Regions from separate parts of the Mus musculus genome. Here region 2 is linked to region 1. A link is a contact called in public ChIA-PET data. All regions are on one chromosome and are shown on one strand. Each heading gives the region's core, a stretch centred on a gene start, on an enhancer-like site or on the middle of the called end of the contact. The rest is flanking DNA. Distances are from core to core; before and after follow the strand shown. Region 1 has its middle 71 kb from the start of Gas7. Region 2 overlaps Gas7 (growth arrest specific 7).

The links. ChIA-PET counts read pairs in DNA pulled down with a chosen protein or histone mark.
Region 2: a contact with region 1 is called in an H3K27ac ChIA-PET map of liver, with 8 times the contacts expected there. The contact joins two enhancer-like sites. A contact is called at or near these places in 2 of 15 datasets of contacts at CTCF or cohesin (the NIH/3T3 cell line and large pre-B cells), 7 of 484 Hi-C or Micro-C datasets (B cells, bone marrow-derived macrophages, common lymphoid progenitors and 1 more) and 4 of 115 datasets of contacts at active chromatin or transcription factors (acute myeloid leukemia, kidney, liver and 1 more).

What each region holds. Positions count from the first base shown.
Region 1 is chr11:67,514,355-67,517,337 of GRCm38.p6, forward strand. It overlaps a transcript of Gas7 not described here. Among named protein-coding and RNA genes, the nearest start is that of Gas7, 71 kb to the right of the region's middle. Within about 2 kb of position 1,322, at least 80 of the 459 cell types and tissues checked have an H3K27ac peak or open chromatin away from gene starts, as enhancers often do. A contact at or near this core is called in liver, where this site is marked.
Region 2 is chr11:67,627,349-67,630,048 of GRCm38.p6, forward strand. It overlaps Gas7 (growth arrest specific 7), which reads left to right. Exons shown (of 14, transcript NM_001109657.3): 3 at 2,262-2,342. Among named protein-coding and RNA genes, the nearest start is that of Gas7, 42 kb to the left of the region's middle. Within about 2 kb of position 1,368, at least 7 of the 459 cell types and tissues checked have an H3K27ac peak or open chromatin away from gene starts, as enhancers often do. A contact at or near this core is called in liver, where this site is marked.

The DNA of each region.
Region 1 (2,983 bases), core at 72-2,571:
AGATACTTTTGTCAGATATATGCTCTATGAAACTTTTCTTTTCCCTTTTGTCCTTTAGAGCATAAAGGTTATTAAGTTAGGTGAAAGTTGATTGGCTTTGTTCCATTCTACTTCTGTTGTCCTGAGAAACTATTGCTTAATCCTGGTCATAAAGACTTTTGCCTGCATTTTCTTCTAGGGCATGCAGGCACGTGTGCCTGCTTGTGAGTGTGTGTGTGTGTGTGTGTGTGTGTGTGCGCGCGCGCGCTTGCGTGCCTGCCTGCCTCTCAGTCTGCCTGTCTGTCTGCCTGTCTGTCTGTGTACATCTGAATGCTATTGCCTGCAGAAACCAGTAGAGGGCATTGGGTCCTCCGGGGCTGGACTTAGAGAGCAGCAAGTGCTGCTAACATTTGGGCCATTTTTCTAGCCCCTTTAGAGAATTTTATAGTTTTAGCTCTGCCACTTAGGGTTTTGAGCCTAATGGTGTGAGGAATGGGTCTAGCTCCATTGTTTTGCATGCAGATACCTATTGTCCCAGCATCCTTTGCTGGTGACACTATCCTTTCCCTAATGAATGGTCTCTGCTTTAAAGCTAACACTTCCGTGCCTGTGTATTTTTAAATCAAAGGATGACAGATAAAGCTGCTGACCTGCAGGGAGGAATCAATCAAGCATCATTTCCGTTTACAATATCACTCTGCTTGGGATTTTTAGAAAAAGGCCTTCACATTTTTTTATTAACCCTGCATGCAGGCAAAGAACAAGTGTTGTAAATTAAATATAAGCAGGGAGACACCATGTTTTGCTTTCTGGCTCAGTGAAGGGGAAGGGGGAGGCCTTTGGCTTCAGCTGGCTCTGGAATTCCATGGGGTGTGGGATGAAAAATCAAAGCTGAGATAATCAAGTCTGGGTGCTCTGGCCCTGGGACGGGACATGCAAGGAATTGTGTGTCCCCTGGCTACCTCTTCCCTGTCCTCCTACCCCCTTGACTCAGGACTTCCCACAGCAGGAGGTCAGCACAGGAACATCCCAGCAGAGCAAGCAGTGGCCTCTGGACTCTGGGCAAGGACTTGATTTAGGAAGGGATTAGGGAACTGTTTCCTCCACCACAGAATGGAGTCCTGAAGCATCTTGGCCTGTGCCTCCCACGTGTGGGCTGGGTGTGGAGCAGCCCCGGGGACTGTTGGTGTGGGCTGTGAGGCTGCACCAACCGCCTTGGCTTCTTCTATGACTCAGCCTGGTCCAAGACTGGGTCAAGGACCTGAGTCCCAGACCTGGCCAGGTTCCCTGGAAACTGGACCTGAATCTTTCACTGGTCCAGTTCAGAGTCCACCCAACTGACCCAGAGAGCAGAAGATTTAGTTAAGCCCCAGATGTTTACATGTCTGACTCAGTGTTTGCCTGTACTCTGCAGAGAACTTATGTGGCCCAAGAGGTGGTCATGGAATTTGCTCAGATCTCTGTGAGGGTTCTACTGTTGAATCAGCATCTGCAGGGAGGAGCTGAAGGGGTGGGAGGGGGGAAGGGGGAAGAGGTTAAGAGGTAACAGCGTGTTACACACAGCCTGCTGGGAACTGGCCCAGGCTTGAGAATTCAAGGGCTAGACCTCCTTCAGTTTGCTTCTTGGAAGGAAACCTAGTACCTCTGCTTTCTCATCGTTACCCTAGAATCCAGAGAAAACCCACACTAACCCTTATTAACCTGGTTCAAGTTCATGTCAACAAGATCAAAGTTCTCAAAGGGCATTCGTGCATTTCCACCCTGTGCCCAGAGTGTGTCCCTTGGGGAGTGCACACCTAGAATCCTTCAGGGTTGCTGGGTGGGATTTGAATGCTGACATCCATCAGGGCAGAGAAAAACTGAGCCTTCTGTGGAATCGCTCAGCCTGTGAGACCAGTCCAAAAAGCACATGGTTCTGATACTGGCCAGCATAGCTGCAGCCATGCCTGCTTGTCTATGTTGGACTCAGGTTCATGCAGCAGGCTGTATGTAAGAGAGAGGCACAGTAGTGCCTGGAAATCAAGGGACTCCAAGACAAGTTGGTGGGCATTTGAAGAGGGGCTGATGGGGTTACCGGTGAGTCTCCTTTAGGGTTCCCCAAATCACTCTCTTATTATCTTTATCGTTTAGAGCAAAGCTGATGCTGACCACCCCAGAAAGTTAAATCATCTTGAGTGGGTTAAAGGGGCAAGTGCCAGGGCCTAGCAGGCACCTAAGACCCCAGGAACTGGGTATCATTCCAAACAGTGCTAGACAGTTTTCAAAAACGTGTGCCAGACTGGAATCTTGAAATTTCCCAGTTTTGAAATGTAGCCAGTCAGTTCAAATCAACACACTTGCTCCAGAGGGCTGCATCTGTCCAGCCTTTAGGTTTTAGTCTTAATAGATTAAAAATTAAATCCTAAGCACATAAAAAATTAGTGGAAAATCTATTACGTAATCTGCACTCACTCCTGGGGTTATAGGTTCCAATTTCCTAGCACTGTCTCCCTGCAACTATACAGGATTCTCCAAGTGAGGAAATAGACTATAGAAGGTCATATAGCTCAAGTACCAGAGCTGGGATTTGAACTCATAACCTATTGTGTGGCTGTCCTGCTATTTGTGGAAACTAGAATCATAGCCTGTTAGTTTTACGGTATATTCCTTTTCTCATCACATTGGGATTGGCTCAACTCCCAAACAGGGCAGTTGCTTCCCTGAATTTTGGAGATTTCTCAGCAACATGAGATATTCAGTGTGTATGTGTGTGTGTGTGTGTGTGTGTGTGTGTGTGTGTGTGTACCCAACACTTGTGCACATGTGAGTACTCTCCCTCACATACTCCTCCAGTCATGCAATATTCAAGTGTGTCCACTCTGAGATCTCCAAGGAGTTCCTGAAGAAGGGAGCCGTTGGAGGAAAGACTCGCCCTACCACACAATCTGCAGAGTGGCTTCTCCTCTTCCTCCCAAAAGGCCCTTTAACTCTTGCTTTTTCCTGAGACCCTGGGTCTTTCCATGAT
Region 2 (2,700 bases), core at 118-2,617, 110 kb after region 1:
GGCTTTCCCCATGGCCAGCTGTTTACATATGTCTGGCTGCCCTGGTTACAGTGGACAAGGTCCGAAGGAAGTGGTTGCCATTAGGAAAGTGTGTTCTTTCAGGACTGCTCTCCACCTGTGCGTTGGTAGGAAAAGAGTCTCTGGCGGATGGCTCACTGCAACTTACACAGTATCCCTAGCCCTGGTGACAACAGCCACCTTGGAGCAACTCAGGGTCCTAGCAATGGAAGCCCAGAGAAGGCACAAGAGCCTTGATCTGGGCTCTTTGGATTCAATCATTTCTTCAGTCTTCCTTGACCTAGGCCAGAGAGCCTAGTCACTCTAAGCAGATTATAGGGTCTTCTTTACAGAAGACCTGGACATGGCTTCCTCCCTCTGAGTAGTGTCACCCATCATGGTCCTGCTGTTGGTGTGATCCTTCCTCTGCCAAAGCTCTAGTGTTCTCTCCAGATGCCTCTCCAGACAGTCTGGCTCTGTTCTGTTACTGCTCCAGGCTTGCAGTTGTCCTCAAGTCTTACATAGGTTAGATCTTGTCAAAGCCAGGAGACAGGCTGGGCGGTGGCTTCAGTCAGAGTCCCTGTTCCTTCAGAAGCCCAGCTGGAGCTTTCACAGGGGACTGGGAGGTACCAGAAGGACTAAGGACCTGACCAGGAACCTCTTGGAGAGCAAGTACCTACCTGCAGGCCAGCTTCTTTCTGTGGGCTTCAAGACACTCGCAACAGCCTCCTGAGCTACAAGGTACCCTAGCCCAGTGGTTCCCAACCTTCTGAATGACACAACCCCTTAGTTCAGTTCTTCATGTTATAGTGACCCCTGTCCATTATTATTTCATTTCAACTTCATAGCTGTAATTTTGCCACTGTTATGAATCAAAATGTAAATACCTGTTATGCAGGATATCTGATATGAGACCCCCCCACACACAGGGTTGCAATGCCCCTCCTCACAGTCTTCCTAGAAAAGAGCCAGCAAGGCCCACAGCTGCTCAGGCTCAACCTTGTCACCTGCCTGGAGGTGGGGCTAAGCATAGCTGCTCAGGCTATGTCTTTATTTCTCCCTGCATGTTAGTAGCTTGTGGTTAGCAAGTACCAGAAGGATGAATGGATGAGGGGTAGGAAGTAGGACCCTGTGGTGGCCAGAAGCTAAAATAGCAAAATCTGTACATCAGCTGGAGATGTGAGTATGTGAGGTGCTCCTCCTTCTAAAATAAGGTCAGTGGCCTCAGCCACCAAAGGAACGGAGTCAGCAGCACAAACAAATGGGACATGGTTCTCTGGAGACTTTCCCTGAGCTTAGGTGGAATGGGAGTCTGTTTATCTCTAGACAGCTGAGGAGCATACCAGGTGGGGGTTGCCCATGGACTGTCACAATGTGCAGCCCTATTGGCTGGCAAGGAGCCATTTGTGATGGAGTGAACCGGTCAGGACTGCTGTGCTAAAGGACAAAGTACAGATGTCAGGGTGCAAACCTGTGACCATCCAAGGGCTGGAATATGTGTGCTAGGTCCTGGCTCAAGTCCTCAGACAAATTTGAGGCAGATACCTGTGCAGAAGGGTCAGCAGGGAGGGTGATGGGAAGGAACCCTGGAGAAGACAGCAAACAATACACACTGTGGTATACTGAAAGACCACTCAAAACTGTAGTTCAACCGAGACACAGAACAGGCTGCACATAGGGGCACATGATTATCATCTGCACTTGGGGGGTTGGGGGACTGAGATAGGAGAATCACAAGTCATTCTGGCTACATGATGAGACAGTGACTCTAAAATCAAAAACAAACGACCTAACTAAGGAGAGTGCAGCAGAGTCCGAGGTGCCTGAGGCTCACCCACTGGCTGAGGACTCACTTTCTACAGACCCAGGTTCTTTGTTCTGAACACTGGGGTTTGAGGTTACCATAGGCTTTGAGAAGAACTGCCTGCTGTACAGCTGGGGCTTCTGGGACTAGAAATGGGAGCCCTAGGAACAGAGGTAGAGAAGAGTGATGGGGGAGGGTAGAAGATTGTAGCTAGAAGCTACCTCTTCAGACCCACCATGTAAAGAAGGGCCTTGGTTAAGAGATGCTCTGCCAAGAGGGGTGAGGTTGGGGAGTAAGGGACATAGGCAAGAAGCAAACTCCTATGAGGCTGAGGAAAGGAAGGAAGGGGTCCTTTGGTGTCCTTCTTCTAAGGAAGGTGACTGCCTCTGGCTCACTCTGCTCTGTGACATTTCGGTTTCATCTCAGCACTCTCCAATTGATCTTGTTTCTCCTTTGACAGAGACCACCTGGGAACGTCCCAGCAGTTCTCCTGGGATTTCAGCCAGCCCTGGCCCTCACAGGAGCTCTTTGCCTACAACAGGTAAGAGCCACTCAGCAGCTTGGGATAAGTGGGAGGGCTGTATACCCACCTTCACTGGGAAGCTGAGACTGTGGGTCCTGGGGCCTGAAAGCTGCTATGGTATGTTGTGAACCAGACCTGGAGATGGTCCAGACTATGTCCCTAAAGCCTGCTTCCCAACATGGCGGTCGTGCCCTGGCAGGACCAGCTGCAGCTCTGGGTACCTAAGACTCTTGGCTACTGGGGTACTTAGGATGAGATCTGACTGGATAAAGTCAGGGATCAGAGATCTTTCCAGATGCAGGGCAGAACACCTCCATATGGCTCACATCTGCATCGAGGAGCTGAAGCTAAAAGGAGGTCGAGTTTTACGGGGGAA